7 separate regions of the Mus musculus genome follow, and all the other regions are linked to region 7. The links are chromatin contacts, called in public promoter capture Hi-C maps. All regions are on one chromosome and are shown on one strand. The core of a region is the stretch at or near the end of the contact, and the rest is flanking DNA. Distances in the headings are between cores, read along the strand shown.

Region 1 (2,842 bases), core at 143-2,642, 2.4 Mb before region 7:
GGGAGAGTGAACATCCCCAGACTGAGCTGCGCCACCTGAGGAGATGTGGAAACAGAGAGCTAGAAGGGGAGCTGCCAACCAAGAGAGGCAGCTTGGTCTAAGAGACTGGCTAAGAGAGTAAGGGGTAAACTGAAAGGAGCAGGTAACCAAAATGGCTGAGTTACATGGGGAAGGGCTTCTAGGGAGAAAGGCAGCATGTTTCCCGGGCGGGGAAAAATTAGAGTAGGGGCCAGACATATCTTGTAACAAGTAGGGACTAAGGGATGCAGGCCACAGTAGAAACAGAGACTGTAGGCTGCAAGTCTGGCCATTTAAGATTTACACAGCCAAATATTGCCAGATTTCTTCCTTCCTTCCTTCCTTCCTTCCTTCCTTCCTTCCTTCCTTCCTTCCTTCCTTCTTTTTTTTTTTTTTTGGGGGGGGGGGTTCAAGACAGGGTTTTTCTGTGTAGCCCTGGCTGTCCTGGAACTCTGTAGACCAGGCTGGCCTAGAACTCGGAAATCTGCCTACCACTGCCTACCAAGTGCTGGGATTAAAGGCGTGCGCGCCACCACTGCCCGGCGCCAGAATTATTTCTTAAGTACATCAGTGTTGTTCGATAATAGTCGTTACAGAGGGTCATCTTGGCCACTGGGCAGAATTATGCTTTTCTCCAGAGAAACGGGGCTTTATGTCAGGCCAGAACTTCAGGATGCTTGTATCCGTTAGAGACACGTTCTTTGATACGCTAATGTGTTTAATGGCTGGTTGTAAATCAGGGTTGTCTTTTTTTTGGTTATGGGAATGGAACCTAATGCACATCAATCCCCGGGAAGAAACATTTACAGAATTCTTTCTAACAAGCCTGATAACTTTGGATTTATTGTAAAGGTAGCACTACCTCAGCTAAATTCTACTCTGTGTCACTTATTGTCTCCTAAGCAAGTTGATTAATAAATCCCATCACTCCCACCAGGGAGCTGCAGACCTCCCTCTCCAGCCAGTGGCTCAGAGTCCAGGCCTGGATACCGGCTGACGCTTGGCGGAGCCAAGAGCTAGCAGCAATCACTGCCGGAGACTGGCTATAGTGGCTGCCGCATAAACCTCTGGGTGGGTATCCATGGTGACTGACACACGCCACGTCCAATGGCGGCCTGGTGCCTGTTTGTTTCTCGTCCCAGCCTCCCCAGGGATTGAAGCTTCTTTGACTGACAGCTCGTCCCTGGGCGCTGTTACGTAAGGGGGAGGTACGAGCGCGGCCCCACCCGAGCGGCGCTAACTTGATTGGCAGGACGGAGCTCCAAGCCCCAACACCTCCCGGAAGTACGTTTTTGATGGACGGCGAGAGAGAGCCATTCGGCATGGGTATCCGAGCGGAAGCGCCCAGTCTAGGGCGTGTCCAGGGCGTGTCCCGCTGAGGGCAGGGCGGGGCGGGGCTCTGCGGGAGAGGAGCGGCAGGGGCCGGGCTGCAGGACAGCCGGAGATGCTGTTGGCCCGCGGTGGCGCTCGGCCCCCAGCGCTCCGCACCGAGGGCATCCAGGTAAGCGTCTCACCTCTGGGCTGGTGGCTACCGAGTCGTCAGGACAGAGGGTTTGTGTCCGCGGCCCGGCGTTCGGTTCCCTGGGGTGCGCTAGGGACCGGGGCGACGGCGGCCGCGCGGGGACACGGGGGCGGGGCCGCACCTGTGCGCTGCAGGCACCTGCTGCACCCGAGGAAGAGGGCGGCAGGGTTGGTGGCGCTCTGCTCCGCTTGGTCTGCCCCTCCTGCGCTGGGTCCCGTCTGTCTGGCGAGGGGCTGACATGAAGCCCCAGGCTCTCGGCCTCGGCTGCAGACTAGCGGGCCCAGCCAGCCTCCAACTCGCTTCCAGGCTAGGGCCGGGCACCAGCCTTACATCACCTCGGGACAGGTTTGTCCAGATTCTCTACGTGCTCCGAAATGGGATTGTGCCCCGGGCCAGGGTGCCCGGCCCAGCTAGCTGCCCAGCCAGCCGGGCTGTCGGAGGCCCGGGCTGTTTACTTTTCCTCGGTCCTGTCTGGTGGCCTCTTAATGTGGAATTTCGTAAACCCTTTTTGGGGTGATAACATTAGTTAGCTCTGTGTCACAGAAGAACGATGGTAGCTAGGTCTCATTGGCCCTCTGCGGTATACTCACTGTCGCATAGGTGAAGATGCAGACTTCGCTCAGCTGTGTAAATGCATGCAATCATTTTTTTTTTTTAAGAGTCAGAGGAGCAGGAAGTCTGGTGGTATTTTCTGCGAATAAGGATGGAACCTGTTTTCCTTACATCTGTCATTACTATTGGACGATGTCATGCTATGCTTATGGTAGATTGCTCATCTAGCAAACTGTAGTTTCTGAAAAGTTGGCTACGGTTCCTTGTGCTTATGTTGCTATTGGAACCACTGAGTTAAAAATATGGCTGCGCTGGACGGTACATGGTACCTTTTGGAGGAACTGAGGGCCATGTACTGAATTTTTAAAGGCAGAAGACATGAAAGGTGCCCAGTGCCAGTACATTTACAAATAGGAAATGCCACGCCTCTCAAGAGGTGAAGAAAAACCTTGAGAAAACATGTGTGTCTAGGCAGTGGGTTACTAGTCCTTAAGGAAAATATATAGTTTTCATTTGAGCCAAACAGGAACATAACCCTCCTTGAATTTTTGATGCACTATGGTGTCAGCCACCTTTAAAAGCAGGTTTGCAAAGCCCTACCTGGCTGCAAGTCAGCAAGTTAGTGGGAGAAGTGGGATCCCTGTCCTCTGGTTTAATTACTGGGTGACACTGTCTCCTGGAAAGCACGGCAGCAGTTATAGGCACTGGCTGGTACCCACCCATGGATGCTATATGCCCACAAGGCACTGC
Region 2 (2,969 bases), core at 333-2,832, 2.3 Mb before region 7:
ACAGTGGAGATAAGAGCTAGAAGTTATAGAAAAACAATACATTAGAATGATACAGAAAACTATGTTTCTCCAAATGTATTTTGCATTAAATTATCCAATACAAAAATATTAGTTTTCATTTTACATATAGGTAATCACTTCATTCAATTTCAATAAATTTCATAAGACTTCTAAAACAGCCATCTTGATCCTGGAATGCTAAAGAAATTGTAGCTGAGGAGTCATGGTTTGTCTCCATGGTTTGATAAGCTGTCCGGAAGCTATTTCTACAACATGACTTATTTTTTATTATACTGATTTTTGTCACGATCAAAGTCATGTGCATTAAAACCCACACAATTTTTTTTGAAAGAGTTAGTCAATGTATGAAGAAAAGCTGGAACCTATACAAAAGGAATCCACTTCCTCACAACTGGTCACTCCACTGATTTAACCAAGGTAAAAATGGAAAACCTTAAAGTGAAGTCATCAATGAATACATCTGACACAGCAACCGAAAGATCAGTTGTTGTGTATAAACATAATAACACCTAAAGAGCTCAAAACAGAAAGGGGATAAGTACCTATAGTTTATAAAATCATATTTTATAATATTCTTGCATGTTCATATAATTTCAAATATTCAATCTTAACATGAGAGGTTTTCCTTCCTTCCTCCTTTTTTTCTTTCTTTCTATCTTTTTGTTTCTAGAAGCAGGGTTTCTCTGTGCAGCCCTGTCTGTTCCGGAACCAGCTCTATAGACCAGGCTGGCCTCAAACTCAGTGACCTGCCTGAATCTACCTTCCAAGTGCTGGGATTAAAAGTGTGTGCCACCGCTGCCTGGTGACAAAAGATTTCAAATACAACTTTTTTTTTTTACTTTTTAATGATTGAGTTCTTGAAATTATAAATAATACAAATTTTTATTAAAATGTAAATAAAATGAAAATGTATGGCTGGAGAGATGGCTCAGTGCTTAAGAGCACTGACTACTCTTCTGAAGGTCCTGAGTTCAAATCCCAACAATCACATGATAGCTCACAATCATCTGTAATGAGATCTGATGCCCTTTTCTGGGGTGTCTGAAGACAGCTACAGTGTACTCACATATAATAAGTAAATCTTTTTAAAAAGCAAGTATATTAATTGTAACTCAATATACTTACAAGTTAGATAATTTATATTTAACTAAACATCATAATGTTACACCATAATTTTTAATTTAAATACTTACTAATTTTTGTACTTTACAAAAAATTCTTCTATATCAAGCATAACTCCAGGTGATACCTAAAACATTAAAATGAACAACTGTGATTCAAGCAGGGCAGAAACTACACCATGTAAGGTATAATGTACCATGACTTACTTCCTTTTTTACAGTCCTACAAGCTAGTATTTTGTCTACAATTGCAGCATCTTCTTCACTTGGATTTTCCTAGGAGAAAGAGGGAAAAATCTATGATGGAATGAATATATTCTCAAAAGGTTGTCATTTAACAAACAAGAATGCATTCACATTGAGCACTATGTGAAATGTCAGGAACGAGAAACAAGTCTTATTCTCACTGCCCTGACATCATCTGCATGGCCACTACTAACCATGCTGCGCTCCTTCATTTCAAAACCTCTACTATCACCGCTTTTGCGGCCAACTGGAGCCTCGAGCTAATCAAGATAAACATTTGCCTGAGGTTTCAAATCAAACTGACAGTGGCTGAATGTTTGGCTCACAGTGCATAAGAGAAAAAGTAAAAGTAGAAATACAGACTCTGGTGCTGAGTTAGACAAGGAAGCCCAGGAAACAAGGGCTCTTGAGTTCCTGGTGGCTGGCTCGGGCTTAGTCTTACCACAAACAGCTGCAGAGGCTGCTCTCCAGGCGGAGGAGCCGAGTTCCTCTTAACTCTCAGACTGCCTTTCACTTCTTCTTCAGATTGCTTTCCTTCTGCATCTTCTGCATATTTTTTCCTCTTAATTTGTCGATTTGATCTTCTTTTCTGTAATGAATCACAAGGATCTGATTTATATAAATTATTTTAAAAATATTTAGCAGGGATTTAAAGAATGTTACCCTTTATGCTGGTGATGTCTTAGGACAAAAACCTTTGAAAGTATATCCCATTCTGGTCTCTCATGGTTTTCTGAGTAAGGCTGTAGCATGCTCGTGGCCGTGAGCTCACAATCCTCCCAAAGCTTCACTTGGCCCAGTTTCAAATATGAGAGCTGAGGGACACCTTTATTTATTTTTCTTTATAAATTAAGGCTAAAAAGATCTGCTTTTGTTTTGAACTAGTTCACAGCTTAGAAATGCAATATTCTATTAGTAATACCTTTATTGCTGGATGAGTTTTCTTTAGAAACAATTATGAAAATGAAGGGTTATTTTATTTAGCTATTGATTTACTCCCTAGGCAACACACATTTTAAACTATATACAGTTTCACACATTAGTCCCAAACCTAAAAGTTACATCAAATGGTTCCTGTTAGATAATTATTTGGGGATAAATGTGGAGGAAATTAAATGTTCTCTAAAGTATGTAAAAATGTTTAAGATAGAAATAATATGAAATCTTTTAGAATAACTACATAAAATGATTCCCTTTAATTAAATCTAGATGAAGTAATAAAGTGGTTCACTAGTACTAATAGTTTCCTTAATGTTAAAAAAAGCACAAAAACCATAAAACTAGAGCCTTTTAAAGGTATTATTTAGAGTAACAGGTCTTTTTAATAGTCTAACTTTAAATCAGAACCAAATGTACGTGGCTTTACATACCTCCCTAATCACAATTTTTCATGTTTTCACCCCCCCCAAAAAAAAAGAAAAAGAAAAGAAAAACCAAAGCTTAGGTTGGTTTCAGAATACATGAGCTCTTAAAGGTATTTGCACTTTCATTCAGGGCAGAAGGCTCTCTACTGAGTAATAGCAGTTACTGCATGAATCCAACTCTTGCTTTTCCTGTTCTATTTCCTGACATTCCCCAGAA
Region 3 (2,865 bases), core at 273-2,772, 2.6 Mb before region 7:
AACAATCATGACTGATCGCATGACTGCCTGGGGGTAAAATAAAGAAATCGGCTGTAAAGAAATAACTTTTTAAAAGAGCCATGCCCTCTATGCAACTGGAACATTTTGCATATACGTACAGTCAAAACTTATCAAATTGTTCACAACAAATGACTGCAAGATTCTCTCTATACACTGGGCCTTAACTTAGCTGAACAGAAAGTCAAGCAATCACTTACGATTACTGAGACATTGTCTAGGACTTAACACAACTACCTGTGCTTCGCATCAGCCAGTACTTCAATGTCTTTCACAAAGAGACTAGAAATGGAGCTAGGAGATTAGAGAGGGGCAGCTCCTGATCCCTAATGCCACCTAGGAAACAAAAGGCCCTGAGCAAAGGCCAACTTCTGCCAGACTCCGTGTCCATGTCTGTAAAATACATAACTCAGGCCATTACACCCAAGACCCAAAACCCTTAGATTCCTAACTGACTTAGGAATCTTACAAGACAAAATTCTACGACAGCAAGTACTGTACCTGTTTTATTTCCTACTGATCCTCGCTGCCAGTATTTACCTACCATAGAATAAGCACCAAACGGCATAGCCAAGGGCCTTTGGCCAAATGAGCTACAGACAAGAGAGACTTTTAAGATGGGCAGAATCTGTTGTGTCCACTGAGGGGGACTGAATGCTGATAAGTTAGAACAAATCAATAGGTCCCAACTTTGGGGATGGGGGAAAAGGAAAATATTGAGCTTCCAGTGCTCATCTTCATAACGGACTGTTTATACTCTACCTATGTAATATCTGTCTTGCCATCTGCTGCAATGATATGAAATAATTATGCATTTAATGTAGGTGTCTGATACAAAAAAAAAAAAATGCTGCAAATAAGTCGCCGTTGCTGTTACTGTCATCCCAAGGAGTGTCCACTGTCAGAAAGCTGAACAGCAAGGACGGAGTCCAGGAATGTACTACCCACAGAAGCTATGTAAAGCGTATCTGATGTGCTGACCACGCAGACAAGTCATCTGGCCATTGAGGCAATGCTCCAAATAAAAACATGTCACCATACTAAATCTGTGGCTCAGCTGCGCTCGAGCTGAAAACACACAGGTGGTAAACTGGTAAACTGAGGCTCGAGAGTGGCTACAAATATAACCAAGGAATAGGGACAGAAGCAGGACAGGGACATAGATGTCTATCTTTTCATTTCTGACCAAGACTAACTGTATCCAGATCTGCATCCAGAGCAATATGAATTCACAGCACAGACGTGCGCGCGCACACTCACACCACGTCTGCAGGTCTCTTGCAAACAAGGCCCTGACACCCCTTGGCTTAACGCCGAGCATCCACTCAGCCATCCCAGCGGGTCTGCGGGTCCCCTGCCTCTAGCCCGGGACTAACACAGAATCCCAGACGCCCGGAGCCCCACATACCTTAGCTTCCCGCTCTCGTTCCTCCGCGGTCTGGACGCGCTTCATGCTGCTACTAAAGCCGCCTTCGCCACCGTGGGCCGTGTTCCCCCTCGCCCTGGACCCCGCCTCCTGTGTGTAGTTCTCTCAACGGCTCTCTCCCGCCTGGAGCCATTTGCTCTAATACCTAGAAGAACTACCCTTCCCAGAATGCTGCGCGAGACTCCCGAGTACTCCTTGGGCTCCGGAGCTGAATTTCTCCAGTCAGCTAGCAGGGCTAGCGTAGTCCGCTACGCGACCCGCCGACGGCCCGCACCCTACGGAGAACTACATTTCCCAGTGGGTAACGGGACTCACTGTTTTCCCGTGCTCCTCTGGGCCTGCAGAGGCTCGCGCCCTGGGCGCTATAGCAACCGGTAGCTAGCTGAGGGCGAACGCGGAGGTGAGTACTCTGTGAGGTGGGGGCTAATGCAGGTTGGCTGGCTCTTCCGCGGCCTCACAACTGAGCCTGGAGTCTGTTCGAAGCCCAGGATAGACCTGGGATTCTTGCGTGGAAAGCAGTCCATCCCGACACACCTCCACATCCGCAGGCCTGCATCTGACTCGCCCTGACCGCCCGCCCAGCCAGAAACGCAGCTGATAAGAATTGGCAACCCTAAGTCCTACAACTCAAAGGTCCCAGTCACATTTCACTCTGTTTCCCAGAAACTGGGCTTGGATGGTAGAACCTAAGCCTCCCAAGAGGCTTGTTACTGTTGTTGTTGTTGGCTTGTTACTGTTGTTGTTGTTGCTGCTGCTGCTGATTGTCGATTAGTTTTTAAAAGGGGGTCTCCCTATGCATCCTAGGCTGGCCTTAAACTAGCCTTTTTAGCCCATGCTCGTCTCAAATTCAATCAATAATAGGTCTTGCCTCAAGTTCCCACCACCACAATCAGTTTCTAGTGGCCTATCTTTTATTCTTTATTACTGTTTCTCATCTGACTACTCCCATAGTCTGTTAAAGCCATTACAGGGCAGAGACTTTGTTTAAACTCAGTGCCTGGCATTCATTCATTCATTCATTCATTCAATAAATGATAGCGTTAATGTCTACTATGTGACATCAGATAGCAGAAGAGGAACTATTTGGGGGAGGAAGGAGACCAGTGAGAGGAAGCTAGAGAGATGGGGGGGGGAGTGGTAGGGGACAGATATAAGCAAGAAACTATGATATAGGTGTGAAAATATACTAGGTTAAAAATGCATGACATGACAATGAATTACGATACAACTCTGGGATAATGACAAAGGCTGTTGCTGTAAGCAATAAGCCACAGCAGGGTGGTGGCACACTCAGGACAAATTCAGAGTCTACTCAGGGCATGGTGACACCCGACTTTAATCGTAACACTCTGGAAGTAGAGGCAGGGAGATCTTTGAATTCCAGCCAAGTTTATATAGTGAGATGACCCCCCCCCCCATTT
Region 4 (2,700 bases), core at 156-2,655, 2.2 Mb before region 7:
TATCTTTAAAAACAATATCTCAAGAACTGGTAAAAGGGGGCTGGTGAGATGGCTCAGCAGTTAAGAGCACTGACTGCTCTTCCAAAGGTCCTGAGTTCAGATCCCAGCAACCACATGGTGGCTCACAACCATCGTAACAAAAATCTGATGCCCTCTTCTGGAGTGTCTGAAGACAGCTACAGTGTACACACATATAATAAATAAATAAATCTTTAAAAAAAAAAAAAAGAACTGGTAAAAGGACCCAGTGAGTTAAAAGGAACTTGTTGCCAGACCTGAACACCCGAGTCCAATCCCCAGAATCACATGGTGGAAGGAGAGAACCAACTCACACAGTCGTCCTTTGTCTTGTATATCCACACCATGCCATATGATGCACCCATCCAACACATGTGCATGCACATGCTCACACATATGGTCTAGCAAAATAATTTTAAAAATATCTCAAAATAAAAGAGGAAGGGAGGAAAAAAGACAAGGCACATGCCCCAAGTAAAGAATGAGATAAAAAGTGTGTTGTTTTAAACCATTATATTAAGCACAATTTGGTATCACACAGCATTAAAAGAAACATACTACAGCCAGATGTGTTGATGCTTGCATTAAATCCCAGCACTTAGGAGGCAGAGACAGGCATATCTCTGTGAGTTCTAGGCTAGCCTGGTCTACATACTAAGTTCTAGGATGGCCAAGGCTACATAGAGAGACCCTGTTTCAAAACAACAACAGAAATAGGAGATGCAAGAGGAAGATGTATGTGAATGTGTGTGTGTGTGTGTGTGCAATATAAAATTTTAAGCTACTTTGTTGATGTTACTTATTAAAAGCAAAACATATCTTTCTCCTTTGCTGTAAGATATGAGGGAAAGTCTCCAACTAACTTCTGGCCAGAGGTTAAAAAATATTTTCTAATTAATTGCATCATTTACTAATACACTCATCCAGATGGCCTATTAAAACAAAAGAAAAGTAAACAGTTACAACTAATGAACTAAAGTCACAGATCAAAACCAAAATCAAATAAACTCCAGACCAAAAGTCAACTGTAGACACAAATTACTCTCAACCAAAAACCAGCAGCTAATAGAGGAAAGAGAGAGAGAAGAGAGCATGGGGGATAGAGAACATAGAGCATGGAGAGCAGGGAGGAAGACTGAGCATGGAGGATAGAGTTTAGGAATGCAAGCCTAACCTGTCTGTCTGTCTGTCTGTCTTTGTCTCTGTCTCTCTCTTAATGGAAAGGAGAGATATCCCCTCCTTTTTAGAACTTTGTTTATTTTGTTTGGGTTTTGCTTCTGAATTTTATTGATTTATTTTATGAATATGGGTGTTTTGTTTGTATACATGTCTGTACAAACCTGGCCAGAAAAGGGTGTTGGAAGCCACAGGACTGGAGTTCAGGATCGCTGTGAGCCACCATGTGGGATCCTGGAAACTGTACTCTGATCCTCTGAAAGAGTGGCCAGTGCTCTTAAGCACTAAGCCATCTCTCCAACCTGCAAGCCTAGTTTACTATCTGAAAATTAATTCACAGAGTACAGCTTAGCAAGAGCCTCATGAAAGCTTTATATCCTATCTTGTGATAAAGGAAAACAAATACTCAAATTCACTATCCCTCATGATGTAACTACTCATGATGCAGCAATTAAGACTAGAAGGGAGTAGCCAACAATTTGCTAAATAGGACATCTATGCAAACCCCACAACGAGCATCAAGCCTCACGGTGAAATACAGGAGGAGCAACTTAAGACCACATGGTCACAACATCTCTGTGGTGGGAGTCTTGTGAGTGTATGCCCAGGGAAGTAGAGCTGGGTCAGATGACAGCTCGAACTAGTTTTGTTTTGTTCTTTTTATGAGATTTCCACAGTGCCACAGCAGCTGACACTCTGATCAATAGTAATGAAGGTCCCTTCTCTCCATATGCTCTTCAGAAGTTGCTGTGACTTGCTTTCTTACCTAATCCTCATAGGAGAGATGAAATAGAAAAGCAGTTTTACTTGCTCTCTATGATAAACTAAGGATAAACACTTTGTGTTTATATCCACAGATTTATGATGCTCTCAACCTTGGATAGAGAAGCTGCTGCTTTCTTTTAATTTTTGAGACAGGGTCTCTCTATGTAGCCCTGACTTTCCTGGAACTCACAGAGCTCCTCCATGCCACCACGCCTAGTTCAGAGAAGCTCCTTGAGTTGGTAGGAGTTAAAGCAGAGCCTCAACTGCTGAAGCAAACATCTGTGAGCTTTTAGCCACTGGTGAGATGTCTATATAAACCACCCCCTATCAGTTCTAGACACACAGAGGCGATCTTCCGATCAGCTGGTGCGTTCTTCAATTTCTTTCATCCTCTTCCTCCTCCTCCTCCCCCTCCCCCTCCTCCTATGTGTGTGTGTGTGTGTGTCCTGAAGTTACCCTCACAGATATAGTTTACCTTCCTGGCTGCATTTCTTGTGGATATTAAACTATTGTAAGTGGGTATTTTCCTTGATTTCTTTTGCAGCAAGTTGTCAATATAGAACATAATTTTATATGACTGGTGCCAATGTTAGTCACACTGTATAGAAAAAGAGACTGAGTTTGGAAAGATAAACAAATCTGCTCAGTATTTTAAAATGAGTTATTTTTAACTATGCTTCTTTCTGTATAGGTATACATACATGACGGCAGGTAACCACAAAGACCTGAGATGTCTGATCT
Region 5 (3,034 bases), core at 186-2,685, 2.4 Mb before region 7:
CTCTGACCAACACACACACACACACACACACACACACACACACACACACACACACACACTAATTTACTAAGCATCTGTTAAATGCCACTTGCATATGTGACACCAGGCTTCATATGACTTAGTCTGTGATTTGAAGTCTCTGCTATGTTATAATACTCATTCTTGCTAATTTACAGCGTCATCTCTAAGGTGAAGTAAGAATTCGTTTGGGAGTATTTGTGTCCTTCAAACCAGAAGTTCTCCTCTTTGCCTGGCTATCGGAAACACTGGGTAAGGAAGGCGGCTACGGTCTCTTCAGCCAGACTGCTTCAGTCTAGGAAATTTTCTGCACACATACACACATTGCTTTAGTTAAGCTTTAGGTAAGCACTTTGAAGTGGGCACAAGTAACAAAACTGCTCACACAACATAACTGAGTTTCACTGTGGTTAAAAACTTGTCCAGAGTCACTCAGACACAGGTCTAAAGCTGCCATGTTTCTTTTTTTTGTGAGTGTAACAAATGGAGAGAGGGGAATTCGATGTGTGTCGATTTTTAAAAAAATAGAAATAAACCGACTCAGAAGAATGGCACAAGTACATCCATATCATAGTTAAATAACACCTTGCTTAGCCTTCGGGTCGGGGGCCTCTTTGCTCTGCTACTTCGATAAGCTTCCATATATAAAATCAAAGGGTCATACGCACAGGCAGCTGAAAAACAATCCGGACTTCCGTGTCACTTCCCATTGGCCCATACAGGGGAGGTGCCTGCAGAGTTGACAGGCACTAGCCCGAATAGCCATTTTCGTCAACTGCAAAGCCCCGTCCCAAGAACGGAACATAACAAGCCTACACCTGGATGACAGCCAAAAAGAGTGCCCAAGTTCAGCAACAAATGTTGTGTGTCTACACCCGCTTTTCATCTGCCCGGGGGGTGGGGGACAATAAATCCTAAGCCATTCTCACACGTAAGCAAGCCTGAAACTTAATGAGTTTCCTCTGACGGCCGCAAAGCCAGGGGGAGGCAATGGTGCGGGGCAAACGACCAAGTGATCCTAGGGCCACCCCGAGTCCCCGATCTCCACGGAGGATCTGAGCACGCACCTCCAGCGTGTAGCTCTCGCTCATGCTGCGGTAGCTGCTCCAGGCCTCGGCGCGCGCCGCCTCGTCCATGTTGAGGCGGCTGCACAGCTCCTCGAACCGCTGCTGGATCTGATGGCTCGGGGACCCCGCGGGCTGCGCGCGATCCGCGGCGTCGCCATCCTCCTCCTCTTCCTCCGAGCTGGCTGCAGCAGCTGGAGGAGGCGGTGGCGACTGGTTGCCTCCAGATGCCATGGCGCACCCCGAGGCCGCGGCTCTTCAGATGCGCTCAGGGCCCGGGCCCGCAGCCATTCAAACCGCGAAGCGCCGGCCCGTCAGCAGCCTGTCCTGCTACTGTGCCGCCCCCAAAGTTCCTCAGTCCCATGCGGGCACCCGTAGGTCTGAGCACGGCCTGCTGGGAAATGTAGTCTCGGCCGGGATCTCAGGGAGACCAAAAGTCATGGAAGAAGAAAGCAAAAAACGAGCTGTGCATCATTTAGGGGTGAATGGACACGTCCTCTACCGTTTTAAAAAGCATCTCTCAATAGTGAGACCATTCAGAAGGCTCGTTTGAAGAGAAAAAGACCAAGAAATATCGACAGGATTTAGTATATAAGCCCTTTACACACATCCTCACCTAGAGGTCCTCAGATAGTAAAGCTAAAAGGTCCAAAGTAAAGATAATAGTTTGCCTGCCCTTTCTAGTCTCTGTTGCTGAGATAAACACGGACTGTAACCAACTCGGAGAGGAAAGGGCTTATTTCATTTTAGTCTTTACAGTTCATCATTGACGGAGGTTAAAGCAGGACGCTGCTTACTGACTTAGCTCCCCGTTGCTTTATCAGCTACTTTCTTAATACAACGCCACCCCCGCGGCCGCCACCTCCCTAGGCAAGACCCACAGGTCAATCCAACAGAGAGGATTCCTCAAGTGACACTCCTATGTCAACGCTATCAATGGCAAAGGTATATTGAGCTAAGAATTGATCTCACTTCACCAAACAAAAACAAAATAAAAAACCCTCAACCCTCAACCCTCAATCACACAAATAATCATGAATGTGTTTTCAAGAATAACTTAAAATGTATATTAGCTATCACATAACTGCTCCTAGATACGGCTAAAGTTTCTTACAGATAAAAGGAAGAGCGTAGAGCAGGGACATCTGAGTGAGTCCAGAGTGGACATGACCCTGAGCCACCTGAGGGAGGAGAGTGCGGGGAGGGGGCGCGGGAGGTGAAGGGAGAGAGGGGAGAGAGGGGAACCAGGTGCAGCAGCTAGAAGGCCCAAAGGTACACCGAGCTAGAAACTAAAATGTCTGGATTATATAGGAAAGCACAGCCCACCCCTTGAGCTGGAGAGTTTTGGGTAGGGGGCTGGCTATGGTAACAGGTAGAGGTTGAGGGCTACCAGGAGAACAGAGCAGCCAGGTCCTCTTTGATATGTTAAATAGGCACCTCAGCCTTTTGTCCCCGGGCTTGAAACTTTCCTATATTTATGATTTGAGGTGTTAAAGCTACCGAATCTCTAACTAAGCTTAGATATGAAGGGAATTTCAAAGAATTTGCTCACGGAAAAGAAACTTTTAAGGCACATTGCATGGGCTTAAGTGGTGAAGAGAATCTAGTGGAGATAAACACATTGATTGAAAAGGGCTGGGGAGATTCTCAGTGGCAAAAAAAAAATCCCTCACCTGAGATCAACCTGTATAACTCACATGTGTTGCGGGAGCAGGTGTTAAAAGCCAGGAATGGAGGGTTGGCTTGTAATCTCAGCAGCGGGGGGTGGGGTGGGGGGGGCGTGGAGGTGTGTGGGGAGGTGGAGGGGTGGGGGGGGGTGGAGGGGGGCGGGGGGGGGGGAGAACATAAGCTGGTGGAGTCCTGAGGAGAGTCTCACTTGCTGGCCAGTGAGAGGCAGGATCTGAAAAAGAGAGGGGCCTGGGAAATAACACTTGAGGCTGTTCTATGGCTTC
Region 6 (2,700 bases), core at 112-2,611, 2.2 Mb before region 7:
TGATCGGTTGAGATTAGGGCAGCGAACAATAAGAGCTGTGTGTTAGCAGCCTCCATTCAAGGCAATTTCTGTAGCTAAGAAGCTCTGGAAAGCCAGAGTTGAAAGCAGTTTGCTAGAGGATCTGAAGACAGCTTCAAACAGGAGTCCTCAGGCCACCTGACTTCTCAAAGTTACCAGCAACCTTAGAGGGAGCCTGAGGAACACATGGTGGACCAGTCTCAGTGGTCCAGGCTAGCCTGGACCTCACTCAGACTTAGTTTCTCTATTATCACAACAACGACGACGACAAAAAGACAAAATTGCCTTGACAACAAAAAGACAAAATTGCCTTTTTTTGTGGTTATTATTTTGAATCTTCTACATAATCATCATATACTGTCATCAACGAATTAGAGCTCTTTTTTTTAAACGTGTAATCTAGATGAGCCTTGAACTTCAGATGCTCCTGCTGTGGGCCTACTAAGTGCCGGGATTATAGGCTAGGGGCCACTACATCTGACCTCAAAGATAACACTTTGAAATGAATTAGTTGTACTCAGATTCGTGTCAGTTGAGCTGAGTGACTGGAGGTTGGAGGTCCCTGGGCAATGTCGGTGGGCTTTATGAAGTCATACACACTCAACAAGGCTCTGTTGCTAGTGAGTTTGTTTTTCTTTTGTTGATGGTGGGTTTTATTTGTTTGTTTTGACAGGGTTTTGCTGTTTCCTAAACTGGCCCCAAACTCCTGGATTTAAGCCTCTTAAGTAACAGGAACTATAGCTACATCACCATAAATGGCCAGGAAAGCTTTTCGGTAGCAGATATGATTACATTATTCATAAGGACTATAACACTAGAAATAAGAACATATCTGTTCACCGGAAAAAAAAAAGGCTAGGCATATTAGTTGCATGCCTTTAATCCCAGCACTGGGGAGCCAGGGAGGCAGAAACAGGCAGATCTCTGTGAGTTCATGGCCAGCCTTGTCTACATAGGATGTTCTAGGACAGCCAGGGCTACATGATGAGACCTCTCAAAAATAAATAAACAAACAAATGTAAAAAAGAGATGTAAAAACAAAATCTGATAAACTAATGTATCAGAATCTTTCTATAATTCTCTGTGTGTGTCTGTGTGCACATGTTTATGTTTGTGCAAGGATGCATGTGTATATGGTGTGTGTAGTGTATGCACATGGTGTGTGTGGTATATGCACATGGGTGCATGTATGCCTGTATATGTGGGCGTACATCCTGTCTTTGCCCTTGCTCTAACACTCAACTGTACCGTAGGCCCTCCCTGTAATGTCTGAGGACGACTCCTTTATCTGTAGAGACCCAGTGACAACTGGGAGCAAACAAGCAGCTTTAGACAAACGGAGAAAAGCTGGTAACACCTTACAGTGGAGCTGTGCAGCTAACGCAGATCGTCAAACTTTACGAAAACACACTTCTCAGATTTTATTTTTAAACTTTTGGCAGAAGTCCAGGATTTTAAACAGAAAAAGCAAAGAAAAATCCCAGGGAGGAAAACAGAACAAAGGCTCAGCTGTCGTTCTGCAAGCCTCGGGGTCCCTCCGCCACTCCCCAGCTCCAGAGAGCATTTCTGAAGCTGTGCTGGACTTAGATGGACATCTGTTGGGAACCCTTGAGTGCATCCCAGTCTGCAGAAGAGGAAATCGGAGCTCTGGGCGGAGGGGCTTACCCACAGTGGCACATCTTTCCCAGTCTGCCAAGATGACTCAGATACTGCTACTTTCTCCAAAATAACCCAGGACTAAGCAGATGACACAGAGCCTTGGCGGCGGGCTGACTTTGCTCTACTCTTCTTGTCTTGTGAGATAGGTAGGGTCTCCTCATGTAGCAGGCTGGCCATAAAGCTTAAGATTCTCTTGCCTCTACCTCTCAGGAGCTACGACTAGAGGCACATGCCACCGTAGGTCTTTGTTTATCTTTTTACACATGGCCCTCACTATGCAAAAATTATTTGTTCTTGTCAAAGACTATAAATTTACCTGCACTCCTGACTTGCCAACATTTAAAAGCCAAAATGTTTTACCTAACAGTTTAGACGCCTAAATTTTTAGAGATTCAGTAACATTGAGGTCTTCCACTGTGTTCATTACCATCTTGGAGCCAAGCAGAAGTATATACTCTACAAATGTCACGGCCCACGTGTCCCTATAGCAAAACACTTGCTCGGGTCCACTTTGTTTATTCCCTATGAACATTTATGCTTGTCACTCTGGTCTAAAGTGTATGGCCACAGAAGCTTTTCAGAAGAAGTGAGGGTTTTTGTTGTTGTTGTTGTTGTTTTTTTTTTTGTTTTTGTTCTTTTCGAGACAGGGTTTCTCTGTGTGTCCCTGGCTGTCCTGGAACTCACTCTGTAGACCAGGCTGGCCTCGAACTCAGAAATACGCCTGCCTCTGCCTCCCAAGTGCTGGGATTAAAGGCGTGCGCCACCATGCCTGGTGGAAGAAGTGAGGTTTTAGGGACAAAGATAAGTCAAGAATACAGAGGGAACCATCCAGTCTCCAAGATGGAGAAGATGTTGTCATGAACACTGCTGTTTTCATGTGCTGTTGAGAAGAAAACTTCATGGTGGACACACATGCCTGTAATTCCAACACGTGAAAAACTGAAACAGAAGGATCTCTGTGAGTTTAAGGGCAAGCAACACACAACTTTAATCCCAGCACTCAGGATGCCAAGGTGGGCAGAT
Region 7 (2,700 bases), core at 42-2,541:
ATTAGAGAATGTTCTGGGTACTGTCAACATTCAAATTACATGAACTTCACTAAGAATTTCCAGCAAATCACTTTCCTTCAATACTGTTCTAGTGCAAATCCACCCACTACCCAGCGGGGAGCAGCAGGCTAAATTCTTGGGGCCATTCAACCTACTTGAGGTATGAGGGGGTGTGCAAGAGACTGATGTTTGAATGCACGCCCTCTTGATGCCTGCATTCTTCTCTGGAGCCAATGATTACAAAAATGAGCAATCTTATTAGGAATCCCTGATTAGCCCCAACACAGACACACACAGACACACACACACACACACACACACACACCACAGCAAGGTATGAATGAATGCTCCTCTAAGGAGACAACTTTCCAGGGAAAATCAAAAAGAGGAAGGTGGCGGGGATAGTGGGGGTTGGGAGATTGCAAGGCTTGGTGGCTAGAGGATGACAAACCCCTAAAACATGCAAATGCCAAGGGGTGGAATAGAAAAAGATGCCAAGGACATGAATAACCTGGCAGCTGACCCAGATGAACTCAGTTCCAGACCATGATCATTCGCGACTTGGCGGTCTCCTCCAAGGCTGACCATAATAATAAAAGGAAAAACAAGGTACCTGTCTCAACAGGATGCACCTTCCAACTACACAACTGTGCAAAACCATCCTCTCTCCTCCCCCCTCCCTCCAGACCAGAGAAACTGAAAGAAAAAGCAGAACACGCCATTAGCGAGGCCAGACTGCTCTTCCGGGAGCGGAGCCACCAACACCCCACAAAACAGCACAGACGTGAGGTACCATAACCCGAGATTCTCCCTGCCTCCTGCAGCCGTTGGGAGCCAGGCAGGGTCCCGGCCTCAGTTTCCCCATCTGTCCACGACGGCGGGCCAGAGAGAAAGACGGAGTCCTGCACTGCTCCTACCCAAGCCCTGTGGTGCAGGAGTCCCGCGAGTCGGGAGCCCTCGGGCAGGCTGGAGGTGACAACCGCGGTTGACGTCAGAAGCTCGTCGGCCCGGGGCAGCTAACGGGCGGGCGCTGAGGCCCGACGGTCGCCTCCGCGCTTCAGGGCGCCTGAGGCAGAGCAGGAACACTGGGGACCTAGCGTCAGCCGCGCGGCCGCGCACACTCACCCGCCTCGGCCGCCGCTCAGCGCCGCAGCCCCGGGCTTCAGAACCAGCGTCCCGGGCCGGCCGGGCGCCCCACACCCACCACCCCAGTATTTACCTCAGGCGCGCGGGCCCCCGCGCAGCCGAACCTGCTACCTGGGCCCGCCCCCACCTGCCCCGCCTCCGAACTGCCCGCGGGGAGGGAGGAGCGGAGGCGGAGAGGGTAGATGCCGCGCTAGCCAATCGTATTCAGAGATCCGACCCTGCGTGCGCTCTGATTGGGTTTTCTTGTAACAGACCTTCCTCCAATGGCTGCTGGCAGGGTGCTGGCTGAAGGGACTTTCCGCTCGGTCAAGCTCGGTGGAGGCAAAGGGAAAGCGAAGGGGCGGGGCAGAGGAGAAAGGGTGGGGGCGAGGAGCGATGGCTGATTGGGCGAAAGGCCGCCAGTGTCATGTCACCATTGGCTGAAACCACGCCTGGGCGGGGCGCTGTGCTCTTAGCTCCACCCTCCTTGCGCGGGTCTTGTCTCTTGGCTTAGCTGTCAAAACTAGGGTGGGAAGCGATCCAGAGAAGAACTGAGAATAATTTTCAGAATTCCATTGAAAGAACAAAGCTTAGAATTACACCTAGAGTCAATGTTTTCTTTCTCAGTTTGTCAACATGTAACACGGGGAACTCCCAACCATCCTAAGCCTCAATTTCCTCGTCTGTAGAACGGAGGTGTTAGTACCACCTGTTTTACCGGATTATTGTGAAATGCTATATAGTATCTCCTAACAGTAGACTCTGTACAAACTGAAGCTCTTTCTGTCCTCAGATGGCGTCTGGGACACCTGCTGTTTTTTTAAACTTCTGTGGCCATCCTCTCCAAGGGTGGAGAGAGTCTCCTAAGGATAAAGAAAGGCTTTCCACCCTCTACCTTACCCGGGACTGCATCCCTGGCCACCAGCCAGAATTAAGGGTATAATGAAGGATCTTTCAATTAGACGGAAGGATTCTGACTCCCAAAAGTGTTCAAAATATTTAAAGAAACTCTTTTTATAATCAGCCCCAGAGCCTGGCAGCACATGACTTGCTTCACTGGATAGTTCTCTTAATTAATTCCTTCTCCTTTGACATTTTAACTACTAATTATGGGAGAAGGTGATTAATACTGAGAAGGAGGGGTGTGTGTGTGTGTGTGTGTGTGTGTGTGTGTGTGTGTGTGTGTGTGTGTGTTTAATCATGACACAAATTTCCCCAGTGAAGACTACCATGTTTCTGAAAATCCAAACAATGAAAACCACTAACACAGAAGCAGACAGACACATGGGTGATTGCTAACAGTATTAACTCACAACTCCTCTCCCTGCTGAAATCAACCATGATGAAATTGGTATCTTCTGAAAACTGAAGCCTCAACTCTTTCCTGTCTTTCACTGGTATACATATATCCTGTTCCCAATTTCCCAAGCTCTAGCCACATGATATAAATCAATAGTGACACACAGTGGCCTTAGACAACAACATTCCCCTATAGATCTGGATTCTCCCATGACACTGGCATGATTCAGAGATCCAATCTGGCTGTGTGGGAGAACATTTTGCTTGGCCCCATCC

What was found. Promoter capture Hi-C pulls out the DNA fragments that hold promoters and counts their contacts.
Region 1: a contact with region 7 is called in a promoter capture Hi-C map of pre-B cells. The contact joins the promoter of Aktip here to the promoter of Cyld in region 7. A contact is called at or near these places in 4 of 39 promoter capture datasets (hippocampal neurons, liver and pre-B cells), 2 of 115 datasets of contacts at active chromatin or transcription factors (astrocytes and regulatory T cell precursor) and 3 of 9 other capture datasets (adipose tissue, embryonic stem cells and liver).
Region 2: a promoter capture Hi-C map of pre-B cells shows a contact between it and region 7, with 4 times the contacts expected there. The contact joins the enhancer-like site here to the promoter of Cyld in region 7. A contact is called at or near these places in 6 of 39 promoter capture datasets (the C10 cell line, embryonic stem cells, hippocampal neurons and 2 more), 1 of 115 datasets of contacts at active chromatin or transcription factors (large pre-B cells) and 1 of 9 other capture datasets (liver).
Region 3: a promoter capture Hi-C map of liver shows a contact between it and region 7, with 6 times the contacts expected there. The contact joins the promoter of Fto here to the promoter of Cyld in region 7. A contact is called at or near these places in 4 of 39 promoter capture datasets (hippocampal neurons, liver and pre-B cells) and 2 of 115 datasets of contacts at active chromatin or transcription factors (astrocytes and regulatory T cell precursor).
Region 4: a contact with region 7 is called in a promoter capture Hi-C map of liver, with 4 times the contacts expected there. The contact joins the enhancer-like site here to the promoter of Cyld in region 7. A contact is called at or near these places in 8 of 39 promoter capture datasets (the 3T3-L1 cell line, the C10 cell line, cranial neural crest and 4 more) and 3 of 115 datasets of contacts at active chromatin or transcription factors (acute myeloid leukemia, astrocytes and large pre-B cells).
Region 5: a contact with region 7 is called in a promoter capture Hi-C map of liver, with 7 times the contacts expected there. The contact joins the promoter of Rbl2 here to the promoter of Cyld in region 7. A contact is called at or near these places in 10 of 39 promoter capture datasets (the 3T3-L1 cell line, the C10 cell line, frontonasal cranial neural crest and 5 more), 1 of 484 Hi-C or Micro-C datasets (B cells), 2 of 115 datasets of contacts at active chromatin or transcription factors (astrocytes and large pre-B cells) and 1 of 9 other capture datasets (liver).
Region 6: a promoter capture Hi-C map of hippocampal neurons shows a contact between it and region 7, with 3 times the contacts expected there. The contact joins the enhancer-like site here to the promoter of Cyld in region 7. A contact is called at or near these places in 3 of 39 promoter capture datasets (hippocampal neurons, liver and pre-B cells), 1 of 484 Hi-C or Micro-C datasets (embryonic stem cells), 3 of 115 datasets of contacts at active chromatin or transcription factors (astrocytes, large pre-B cells and thymic regulatory T cells) and 1 of 9 other capture datasets (adipose tissue).

The regions. Positions count from the first base shown.
Region 1 is chr8:91,132,577-91,135,418 of GRCm38.p6, reverse strand. It overlaps Aktip (thymoma viral proto-oncogene 1 interacting protein), which reads left to right and starts at 1,392. Exons shown (of 10, transcript NM_001302266.1): 1 at 1,392-1,519.
Region 2 is chr8:90,975,929-90,978,897 of GRCm38.p6, reverse strand. Chd9 (chromodomain helicase DNA binding protein 9) reads right to left here. Exons shown (of 40, transcript NM_177224.2): 6 at 1,831-1,977; 7 at 1,350-1,418; 8 at 1,215-1,270; 9 at 1-16. Among named protein-coding and RNA genes, the nearest start is that of Gm39221, 82 kb to the left of the region's middle. Within about 2 kb of position 1,582, at least 94 of the 459 cell types and tissues checked have an H3K27ac peak or open chromatin away from gene starts, as enhancers often do. A contact at or near this core is called in pre-B cells, where this site is marked.
Region 3 is chr8:91,312,182-91,315,046 of GRCm38.p6, reverse strand. It overlaps Fto (fat mass and obesity associated), which reads right to left and starts at 1,522. Exons shown (of 9, transcript NM_011936.2): 1 at 1,427-1,522. The coding sequence starts at 1,471. It overlaps Rpgrip1l (Rpgrip1-like), which reads left to right and starts at 1,825. Exons shown (of 26, transcript NM_173431.2): 1 at 1,825-1,844.
Region 4 is chr8:90,943,531-90,946,230 of GRCm38.p6, reverse strand. All of the region lies in intron 3 of Chd9 (chromodomain helicase DNA binding protein 9), which reads right to left. Among named protein-coding and RNA genes, the nearest start is that of Gm39221, 110 kb to the left of the region's middle. Within about 2 kb of position 1,405, at least 3 of the 459 cell types and tissues checked have an H3K27ac peak or open chromatin away from gene starts, as enhancers often do. A contact at or near this core is called in liver, where this site is marked.
Region 5 is chr8:91,068,458-91,071,491 of GRCm38.p6, reverse strand. Rbl2 (RB transcriptional corepressor like 2) reads right to left here and starts at 1,435. Exons shown (of 22, transcript NM_011250.4): 1 at 1,086-1,435. The coding sequence starts at 1,316.
Region 6 is chr8:90,893,357-90,896,056 of GRCm38.p6, reverse strand. The region is part of intron 2 of Chd9 (chromodomain helicase DNA binding protein 9); the gene reads right to left. Among named protein-coding and RNA genes, the nearest start is that of Chd9, 66 kb to the right of the region's middle. Within about 2 kb of position 1,361, at least 76 of the 459 cell types and tissues checked have an H3K27ac peak or open chromatin away from gene starts, as enhancers often do. A contact at or near this core is called in adipose tissue and hippocampal neurons, where this site is marked.
Region 7 is chr8:88,695,619-88,698,318 of GRCm38.p6, reverse strand. It overlaps Cyld (CYLD lysine 63 deubiquitinase), which reads right to left and starts at 1,291. Exons shown (of 17, transcript NM_173369.3): 1 at 1,220-1,291.